Linked DNA regions of Mus musculus: region 1 is linked to region 2. A link is a contact called in public HiChIP or PLAC-seq data. All regions are on one chromosome and are shown on one strand. Each heading gives the region's core, a stretch centred on a gene start, on an enhancer-like site or on the middle of the called end of the contact. The rest is flanking DNA. Distances are from core to core; before and after follow the strand shown.

What was found. HiChIP or PLAC-seq counts read pairs in DNA pulled down with a chosen protein or histone mark.
Region 1: a contact with region 2 is called in an H3K27ac HiChIP or PLAC-seq map of stem cell-derived neural progenitor cells, with 2.5 times the contacts expected there. The contact joins the promoter of Ell3 here to the enhancer-like site in region 2. A contact is called at or near these places in 7 of 39 promoter capture datasets (the HPC-7 cell line, cranial neural crest, fetal liver and 4 more), 1 of 484 Hi-C or Micro-C datasets (nephron progenitors), 4 of 115 datasets of contacts at active chromatin or transcription factors (embryonic forebrain, embryonic stem cells and stem cell-derived neural progenitor cells) and 4 of 9 other capture datasets (adipose tissue, embryonic stem cells, liver and 1 more).

Annotation. Positions count from the first base shown.
Region 1 is chr2:121,439,714-121,444,965 of GRCm38.p6, reverse strand. Ell3 (elongation factor RNA polymerase II-like 3) reads left to right here and starts at 2,365. Exons shown (of 11, transcript NM_145973.2): 1 at 2,365-2,570; 2 at 2,785-2,820; 3 at 3,143-3,255; 4 at 3,353-3,539; 5 at 3,625-3,704; 6 at 3,795-3,870; 7 at 4,540-4,732; 8 at 4,808-4,850; 9 at 4,947-5,118. The coding sequence starts at 2,439.
Region 2 is chr2:121,221,274-121,226,284 of GRCm38.p6, reverse strand. Trp53bp1 (transformation related protein 53 binding protein 1) reads left to right here. Exons shown (of 28, transcript NM_013735.4): 15 at 2,523-2,580. Among named protein-coding and RNA genes, the nearest start is that of Trp53bp1, 48 kb to the left of the region's middle. Within about 2 kb of position 2,949, at least 35 of the 459 cell types and tissues checked have an H3K27ac peak or open chromatin away from gene starts, as enhancers often do. A contact at or near this core is called in neural stem cells and stem cell-derived neural progenitor cells, where this site is marked.

The sequences.
Region 1 (5,252 bases), core at 1,116-3,615, 220 kb before region 2:
GTGCCTATTGTGGGGCTGGTAAGATGGCTCAGTGGGTAAGAACACTCACTGCTCTTCCAAAGGTCCTGAGTTCAATTTTTTTTTTTTTTTGAGACAGGGTTTCTCTGTGTAGCCCTGGCTGTCCTGGAACTCACTGTGTAGACCAGGCTGGCCTCGAACTCAGAACTCCGCCTGCCTCTAACTCCCAAGTGCTGAGATTAAAGGCGTGCGCGACCACGCCCGGCTAATAATAAATCTTAAAAAAAAAAAAACTATTGTGAAAGCTGAATATCAGGCAGTCAGTGGTCACCCTACAAATGTTAGGCTCTGATCTCTGACCTCCAAATATCGTCCTCAGTTACCTGCTATTCTATTTGCTCTTGCAGTATTTATTGGCTTAATTGTTTCTAAAATGAGGTTAGGTTATCACTTTGAACTACTGGGCACAAGCCATCCTACTAATACACACCACTGAGGCTTTCCCAGCATCCTGTGCATGCCAGACAAGCATTCTACCCACAAGCTTGATCCCCAGGCCCTAGTCTCTCCTTTAAGTTTAAATTCAGGAAAGTCCTACAAAAGGTCCCAGCTAACATCTATGAAAAGAAAGCCCAGGCCATCATCTTTATGAATTACACCCGCTAAACCAGGTGTGGCAACCCAAGCCTTTAATTCCAGCTTTTGAGAGGCAGAGACAGGCAGATCCTTGAGTTTGAGGCCAGCCTGTTCTACAGAGTGAGCTCCCTGACTCTAAAATGAAGAAGAAAGAGAAGAAAAGAAGAAAAGGAAAGGAAGAAGAAAGAAAAATAGAGGGCTACCACTATTTATAAAGTTAATAAACTGTCCTCCACAGAAATGGAATGGCTCAATAGGTAGGTAAATGTATCTGTGGTTGCTGTTGGCAACTTGTTGCCAAGATTTTAAAGTCAGTAAGCCTGGCCGTGGTGGCGCATGCCTTTAATCCCAGCACTCGGGAGGCAGAGGCAGGCGGATTTCTGAGTTCAAGGCCAGCCTGGTCTACAAAGTGAGTTCCAGGACAGCCAGGGCTATACAGAGAAACCCTGTCTCGAAAAACAACAACAACAAACAAACAAACAAAAATCAGCATTACTGCGAATATTTCCCTGCATATAGGAGTGTATTGTTCTTATACACATATTGTACATGTTCTGAGTGCATTGTTCAATGGGTTTAGACAAATTATTTGTTTTGAGATGAACAGCATTAAAATCACTTGGAATTACACACACACACACACACACACACACACACACACACACACACTAATATAAAATATATATCCCAGTTATTCGATCCCAGTTAGGAAAAAAGGAGATAAGAGAGTCTGAGAGACATAACCAAACACAAATAAATAAAGACAGGAAACACTGGCCTGAGATTTGTCGGGGGTGGGGTGGGGTGGGGTGGGGGTGGGGGTCTCAAAACCATAGGATCTGTAGCCCTGCTGGGAAACTTGCAGGCACCTTTTAGTCAAGAGTAGAGGCTAACACATGTAATCCTAGCATTTGGGAAATATAGGCAGGAGAATTGCTAGTGAGTTCAGCAAGAGTGATCTACATAGTGAATGAAACCCTGTCTAAAAGAAAAAACAAAAGACTCAAAGAGGAGGGGAGAGTGCCTTTAAAGGAGCCAGCTGTGGTTTCGCCACTTTCTCTTATGTTTATTAGGCTACATAGTAACACCTGGGAGTGAGTTACGGCTTTCTGCTCTCTGATTTATTATTTTATTTATTTATTTATTGCCACAACTACGCCCGCCCCACACCCCCATCCACCGATAGGCTTGGCTCCAGTCCCAGATAGCCAGACTTCCAAATCTGCGAGGCACCCACCCACCTGGCCTTACAGCCTCATCAAGTCCCTTTTAGAAACCAAATTGGGATCCGCCTCAGCAGACGCAGCAACTCGGGCGGAAAAAGAAAAAGGATTGCACTGGTCCCTCTTGGGGTCTGCCATCCTCTGGTCCCTTAGGTACTTCGGGGCCTCGGAGGCATAAATGACTCAATCCGACTATCAACCAGTCTCGATTCCCTCCCCTGTGAGACTGAAACCCTCAAGTGGTTTCAGGTTCAGCTTTTACTTAAAGACAACGATTTTGAATCCAGAATGGGGAAACTGGGAAAACTGAGGCAGAACAAGACATCCTGGGTGACAGGTCAGACCCTCGAAGCAGATCCTTTCTCATTAGACCTGGAATGCTCCTCATAGTGTCCAATACTGCCCAAGCCAAATCAAGAAGAAACCGCTTGGGTTCTGGCCAGCAGCTGAGGTGAGTGAGGTACCGCCCACAAGGCCAGGGAAACTTTGGGGCGGTGCCGGGGGTGGGGTCATGGTGGAGGGCGGGACAGACCCGGAGGGCGGGAGTGCCAGCCTAGGCTTGCACAGCAGAGGTGGCCCTCACCTGTGGTCCCGGTTCTGCATGTGCGCGACTTTGGCACCATGGAGGGGACCCAGGAAGCTCTGAGTGGGAAAATGCGGCTCCTCTTCACCCCCGCTGCTCGGACCAGCCTCCTGATGCTAAGGCTCAACGAGGCGGCGCTGCGGGCATTGCAAGAGTGTCAGCAGCAACAGGTGAGACTGGCCCCCGGCCCCTTCTTCCCTTCCCGGCCAACCAGACCTTGGCCTCCCAAGGCTATGCTGGAGAAGGGACTTGGGGTTGTGCGGGTTTTCAGATTCCAGTCCCCCCGCCTCCAAGTGAAGCCGGCCAGGCAGGTGTCCCCAGCCTCCTCGATCCTGGGGACTTTGCTTCCTTTGTGTTCAGCTGGTGTTTGGGCTCTTCCTGCAGGTACGGCCAGTGATCGCTTTCCAAGGCCACCGAGGGGTAAGTGCTGGCCGGATGTGCGAGGGAGGTTGGGGGTGAGAGAGCGTAAGCGTGGGCTCCAGGAAGGTGAGCTCTGGGCCGGAGCTTGCCAGAGGTCACAGTCTGAGCAAGTTATGAGAACTAAACCCTATGAAGATGTGGGGCTGTGGTCCCAGGAGACTGTGCAGTCTCAGCCTCTTGGGGGAACTCTGAACCAGCTGCACCTGGTGTGCTAACGAGCCCCTTGGGGATTTGTCTTCAGTCTTAGAATTGTTTGGGGAGGAGTGGCATGGACAGGAGGAAGAGGGGCCGGCTTAACTGGGTTTACCATTCCCTACCCCAGTACCTAAGGTTTCCAGGCCCGGGATGGTCCTGCCTTTTCTCCTTCATAGTATCCCAGTGTGGCCAAGAGGGCACTAATGGTGGCTTGGACCTTGTGTACCAACGCTTAGGCAGGTAAGGACAAGGTAAGAGAAGTTTGCAGGAAATGGGAAGAAGTGTTCAGAAGATCTCCAACTCATTTTTCTATTGTCTTTCCCACTCTTCTTTCAAGATCTGGGCCGAACTGTCTCCACTGCCTGGGCTCCCTTAGAGAGCGACTCACTATTTGGGCAGCCATGGATACTATCCCAGCTCCACTGTTAGCTCAGGAACACCTGACTGAAGGTACCAGAGAGTCTGAGAGCTGGCAGGACACTGGAGACGAACCTGAAGGCCATCCCCAGCTGGCACCAGATGAGGTGAGACTAGAAACAGCAGGTAGTCATCATAAGGTGGGACACCCAGGTCCAGGGAGCCAAGTTTTCCTATAACTTCCCCTGACAGGTGTCTGACCCACTGGCAAGCCACCATGAACAGTCACTCCCAGGATCCTCCAGTGAGCCCATGGCACAATGGGAAATGAGGTACTGAGACAGGCTGGGTCTCCTCTCTACCCTTACATTTCTTTAATAAGCTCTCACCTTGGCCTCTCCCATTCCTTCCAAAAATCCTAGGAACCACACTTATCTTCCAAGCAGAGAGCCTGATCAGTCCCTGCTTTCCCCTGCTAGCCAGAAACGCCTGGACAAGGTAAGCAAGGACTTTAGTCTCTTTTTGGAGTCGGTTCTCACTGTGTAATCCTGGCATGCCTGGGAGCTCCTTATGTAGCACTGACTGGCCTCAAACTCCTTTCACCTGTCCCTGCTTTCTGAGTGCTGAGATGTCCAGAGAGGCAAGAGCTGTTCAAAGAGTAGTTTAAAAGGCAGGGTGAATCTTGGGTTGACACAGTACTGATACAGCATAAAATCTGGCCCATGCTTATAATCTGAAGGTCTCCAGAGATAGGAGGATAGGGCTATGCTCTGCTGCACAGCATGAGTATGAGGCCAGCCTGCCTGGACTACCTACCTAAGGACTGGTCTCAAACAAAACAAAACAAACAAAAAGGCTGGAGAGATGACTTATCAAGTGAGTGCAAGCATAAGGTTTGAACTTAGTCTGAATCCCAGCACCTATGTACCTAGGACCCAGCCAGCCTAGGAAAACCAGCTTTCAGTTTAGTGAGAGACCTTAAAAGAGTAAGGCAGAGAACAATGGAGGATACCCCGTGTCTTCCACATGTGTGCATACCAGCACATACAAAAGAATACTCTTTAAAAATTAGGCTAAGTCTTAAACCTAGGAGCTGATGGGATAGCAGTTTTTGACCAAAGAACCTTCTAGCTTGTTGTTTGTTATACATATTTTTTCCCCCAACAGAAACGTTCAGCACCTATAACCACTGAAGAACCAGAGGAAAAGAGGCTCAGAGCTCTGCCTCTAGCCTCAAGTCCACTACAAGGGCTAGCAAATCAGGACTCACAAGAGGGAGAAGACTGGGGCCAAGATGAAGATGAAGAGGGAGATGAAGATGGAGATTCCAGGCTTGAGCAGAGCCTCTCAGCTCCATCAGGTGAACTGATGAGAGGAGGGTAAATACTCATGGAAAAAGGACCAAGAATTACTTGTTTTCTTGCTTCCTTCCTAGCCTCTGAATCCCCAAGCCCTGAGGAGGTACCAGATTATCTCCTGTGAGTTTCCCCACACTTTCAATTTCATAGTCTGTACTTGTAAGCAGCCAAGTGCTTTTAGGGACAATGAAATTGAAGGTGTCACACCCCTGGCAGGCAATACAGAGCCATCCACAGCACAGAGCAGCAACAGGCCTATGAGCAGGACTTTGAGACCGACTATGCTGAGTACCGCATTCTGCATGCTCGAGTTGGGGCTGCAAGCCAGAGGTTCACAGAGCTGGGGGCAGAGATCAAGAGACTTCAGCGAGGAACTCCAGAACACAAGGTAAAGGCAGGATTGGCCATCATCATCCTGCTAATTACCCCTAAACATGTAATGTGACTAAGCAAAGGAACAAGCAAACCTGTTGTAACATTTGGTAGAATGAAAACAGAAGTCACTCCCATTCCTTACTCTGT
Region 2 (5,011 bases), core at 1,700-4,199:
TCTTGCTGTATACTTAGTAAGCTCACTCATTTGAAACTGAAGATGTGACTGTTATAGATCAGTCCCCAGACCAGTTGGAACACAGGGCTTATTTATTTGAACCTAGAATGTCAATGGGAATGACAGTATTACATGATTTCACCCTTATTGTTATTTTGGGGATGAAATAAGAGCTTACCCAGAGAGAGTCTTGAGAAAGGGGCTGGTGTTGGCCTACAACACCTCAAGTTCTCAGCACAAAGGAGACTTACTTCCCCCAGAGAGACAATGGACAAGTAATAAGAGACAAAGGATGGGGTGAAGAGAAGAAAAAGGAATGTTTGTCTCCATGGGGACAAAGGACTGTCTCTGGATAGAGAGGAGACAGACTGGCCCTTAGGCAAGTGGTGGTCTATAAAAGTAAAAGGAGAAACCCCTTGTTAGGATATGGTGTTTAATTTTAACTGGGCATGTTAGGTGAGCCAAAGAGGGTTTTTGATTTCTGGACTTCAATATTTTAATAGCCAGACCTTAGTAGTCAGCCTCAGGAGGAGGAGGTAGCCGGATTAGGGAGTAGATCTTGGTGGCTAGCTTTAGGAATGGAATCTAATGGTTTTTAGCATGGAAGGGAGGACAGGGGAGAAGGGCATGGCCAGAGCCATGGTTGCCAAGCCTGGACTGGCTAGGGTGTCTTCAATATGCTGATGGTGGTAGTTGGGAGTCTGGAATAGGAGGACCTCAAATTCAAGGCCATCCTGAGCTGAGAAAATGGAGGTAGGAGGGGGAGAGAGGTGAGGGTCATGTTAGCACTGAATTCAACTTGACCTTTAGATGGAAATTGTACCTAGAGACGAGAAGGAGCCAAACTAAGGTCTGTCAGTCACAGTGATACATAGTACTCCCCTCTCCTTTATTTATTTGTTTGTTTGTTTTTCTACAAGGAAGGTAATATCAATCTCTGGGGCTCACAAATTCATTGACTTAATTTCACCCTCACAGCAGTTTACCCCTACTACCGTTTCCCATGGTATTTTACCCCTAGGCTGGTTGACGAAGCTCAGGTCCAGCCACCTTTCTGTTCCTGAACAGGAGGGCTCTAGCTACTGAACTCTGCTGCCTCCTTGATAGATGGTTGAGCATATGTTGAGTCTTGAGTGCTTTGTGAATATCTGAAACACTTAAGAACTGTGTTTTTCTGAGACTGGAATAAATTGCGGATGAAATGAACACAATTTAATCCCTTGACACTTAGTGACACGGTTATGAAAATACTGTGTTCTCTTAGCTTTGCACTTACAGTATTGTTGCTGACTCTTCTGTGGGAAGTGTCCTTTCAAATATCTGTCCTTAAAACATTTTTTAAAGTGAATTTATGTGTATGAGTTTTACGTGTGTGTGTGTGTGTGTGTGTGTGTGTGTGTGTGTGTGTGTGTGTGTGTGTGTGTAATGTTTATGCGTAGAACCTATGAAGTTCAGAAGAATCCTTTAGGGCTGGAGTTACAGATGGTTGTGAGCCACCATGTGGGTGCTGGGAACTGACTGAACCCAGGTAGTCCCCAAGAGCAACAAGTTGGGTAAAGCCTTGGGTGCCTTCTACATGAGTGTTTCTAAAATGAATCATTTATATATTAATTTATATATTAACTTATTTTCCTATATGTTTATTTATTTTGACATAGTTTCTTTATATGGCTCAGACTGTTCTAAAATTATTGTGTAGCACAGATTAGCCTTGAACTTAAGCGTCCCAAAATGTTGATATTACAAGGGTGTGTTTTACTTCACCTGGCTTGCCATGTAGTTTATTCAGGTTTTTTGTTTGTTTCTTTTTTAAATAAAGTGTTAGCTCAACATGGTGATGCACACCTTTAATCCCAGCACTTGGGAAGCGGAGGCAGGTGGGTCTCTGTGACTTTGAGACCAACCTGGCCTACATAGACCCTGTCTCAAAAAAGGTTTTTTTTTTTTTTTTTTTTTTTAAGTTTATGAATATTTTTAAAAGGTTGATTTATGTACTTTATGTATATGAGTGTTTTGTCTGCCTGTACATTTGCACACTAGAAGAGGGCATCAGATCCCATGGGGCTACAGTTATAGATGGTTGTGAGCTACCATGTGGGTGCTGGGAATTGAACCCAGGACCTCTACAAGAGCAGGCAGTACTATTAACTGCTGAGCCATCTCTCCTTTCCCTAACCCCACCATTTTTAGGTTTTCTCTTGTATTTTCTCATGTGAATTTTAAATTTCTTGTATGGGAAGGTGAGTCATAATTCAGATGGTTCAGTTTTCACTGACATATTATAGATTGTAGTTCTGGCAAAGTACATACGTTTTCTATAGGAAATCTGAAATGAAATAAAACGGTTGAGATGAGTTAGCCTGTGCTGCTGTGCATGTCTATTCTGTTGGCCTTTAGCTCTTCTTGTTTCCTTGTTTGTATTTCTGTTGTTGCTGGTGTGGCAAGCAGGCAGAGGCATTAGACTTGGGGTGACTGATGTCTGCTTTTCTTTCCTTTCTCTCACTGCTTTTGTTTTTGTTCAGAGCCTACAACTGCTGAGAGAAAAAATGGATCTACTGCCATTGCAGAGCCTGTTGCCAGGTAACCAGGGCTTGTTGTTATTTAGAGAAGTTTAATGCAAAGGTGCTGCATAAAGAGAGGAACACACTAAAACACTCAAAGCCCAGCATAAAGAATTCTGCAGTGTTTTGAATTACAGGCTTCCTCGGTAATTTTAAATATAACAAACGTTTGTTATTCTTACTGTTAGAATACCTACTAGTTTTCCTGCCATTCAAGTTCTTACTGTTAGAATCTAAGTACTTGTTTTCCCACCATTCAAGCCTTTTCTTTTTCTGTTGATGACCAAGGTGGGGGAAACAAAGGGCCAAAGGAGATGGTTCTAGATACACTGTCCTGGGCTCTGTGCTCAGCTGCAGCCTCAGGACATTCTGCCTTTTCTTGCCAAATTTCTTGCCAACTGCTATGCTGAGTTGTTTTTGCTTTGTCAGGAATGCTGCAAAGCCTTGAGTGAAGTATGCTGGGATATGAGGTTTTGGTGCTGAGGCTCTGCCATCTGGCGGTTGGGAGAATAGGCTTCTTGGTTTCTGGTGTGAGTCATCCCAGTGGGAAAACCCAAGCCAGTTGGTGACATACAGGTGATGGCTCTAAGGCCAGCACAGGCAGGCACTGTGAGTAAAGCCAATTGGATGTGAGAGTGCGCAGGGCTGAAGATGGCAGCCACACCTGTGCTCCATTCACAGTTCTTTGTCTCTGCCAGTGGCTGTCAATTTTTAGTGAGCTAGCTGGGCTCGAGCCCAGTTGTCATGCTTGCCTAAGTGAGGACTGTCGTTCAGCCCCTACTATGACAAATAAGTGATGCTTTAAAAAGAAAGGATTCAAGCTTATTATTGCCAAATCTTTAAAAATTTGAAGAGAATTTTAAATTTTTTAAAAAACATAAAGTGCCTACTGACTATAAATGACCCTCTTTGTGCCTTCTGAACTGTTGGGGAGAATATAGGGAGGGACGATGAGGAAAAAGTAAAGGATGGCGGGTTATGGGAAAAGGTGGAAGTCATTGGTATTGCCACGAAGCAGTTCTTTTTAAATTTAAAAATCTATGCTTAAGACTTCTGTTAATTTTTTTGACCTTTGGGTTCATATTAAGAAGTTATTGAGCCGGGCGTGGTGGCTCACGCCTTTAATCCCAGCACTCAGGAGGCAGAGGCAGGCGGATTTCTGAGTTTGAGGCCAGCCTGGTCTACAAAGTGAGTTCCAGGACAGCCAGGGCTATACAGAGAAACCCTGTCTCGAAAAACAAAACAAACAAACAAACAAAAAAGAAGTTATTGAAAGAGGATGGAGACTTGGCTCGGTGGCTAAGAGCACTGGATGTTCTTCAGAGGATCTGGGTTCAGTTCCCAGAACCCACATGGCATGCAGCTCACAGCTATCTGTAATTCCCGTCCCAGCGGTCTGATGCCTTCATCTGGCCTCTTTGAGTTTCAGGCATTTGTGTGGTACAGAGACATACATACAGGCAAAATACCTGTATACCTGAAAAGGTAAAATTAAAAACAAACTATTAGTAAAATAAGACATTTCAAATGAGATTTGTATTGTAAATGGTTGCTGCACTCTCTGCATTTAGGTAAAGTATTGCGTGTCCATGAAAGACCCCTGGACTCTGTTCAGAGCACTTGATGCCATCTTAGTTTTTTAGTCATTTTACTGTGGGAAGACAACAGTAGAGAGTAGTGTAATATGGACAACCGTATTGTAAGTGGCCAGTCCTCTTTGATTATAAAATCTTGGAGTTCCCCCCCTTCCACTAGTGGGTTATTTTGAAGGAGATTCTATTTCATACCATTTTATGTAATTATTTCAAGCCCTAAAAGATAAAGACTCTTATTTTAAATTAAGCAGTTGTTACTATACTTTTGACAACAGTGATTTCTTAATGCTATCAAGTATTTGGTGTTATCAAGATCCCAAATCTAAAACCCCATTCAATTCATATATTTAACTTTGTTTGCTTTTAAATCAAAATTCCTCTTTTTTGTTCCTCTTCCAAGTTACCTTCTAAAGGGACTAGATTGTTCATCTTATTTATTTCTGATTTTTTTCTCTTTATATCCTTTTCGTCTTTAGAGTCTCTCCAGTGACCTCACTGAAGGTTTTTACTGTGTGTTTTGCCTGCATCTGTGTGCCTGTACCTCACATGTGCCTGGTGCCATGGAGGCCAGAAGAGGGTGTCACACACTCTGGAACTGGAGTTACAGATGGTTCTGAGTTGTCACGTGGGTGCTGGGAATGGAACCTAGGGCCTTTGGAAGAGCAGCCAGTGCTCACAACTGCAGAGATACCTCTTTAGTTCCTATACTGAGAGATTTTTATTGTGCTAATTTGAAACATATCAAAGAGTTGGCTTTTGGGGTTTATGTAGGTTGGCATTTGGGATGCCAAGGAACTCTATGTCTAAATAGAGTGATCTCCAGAGATACTTTACCATTTGAAATTCATAAGATGC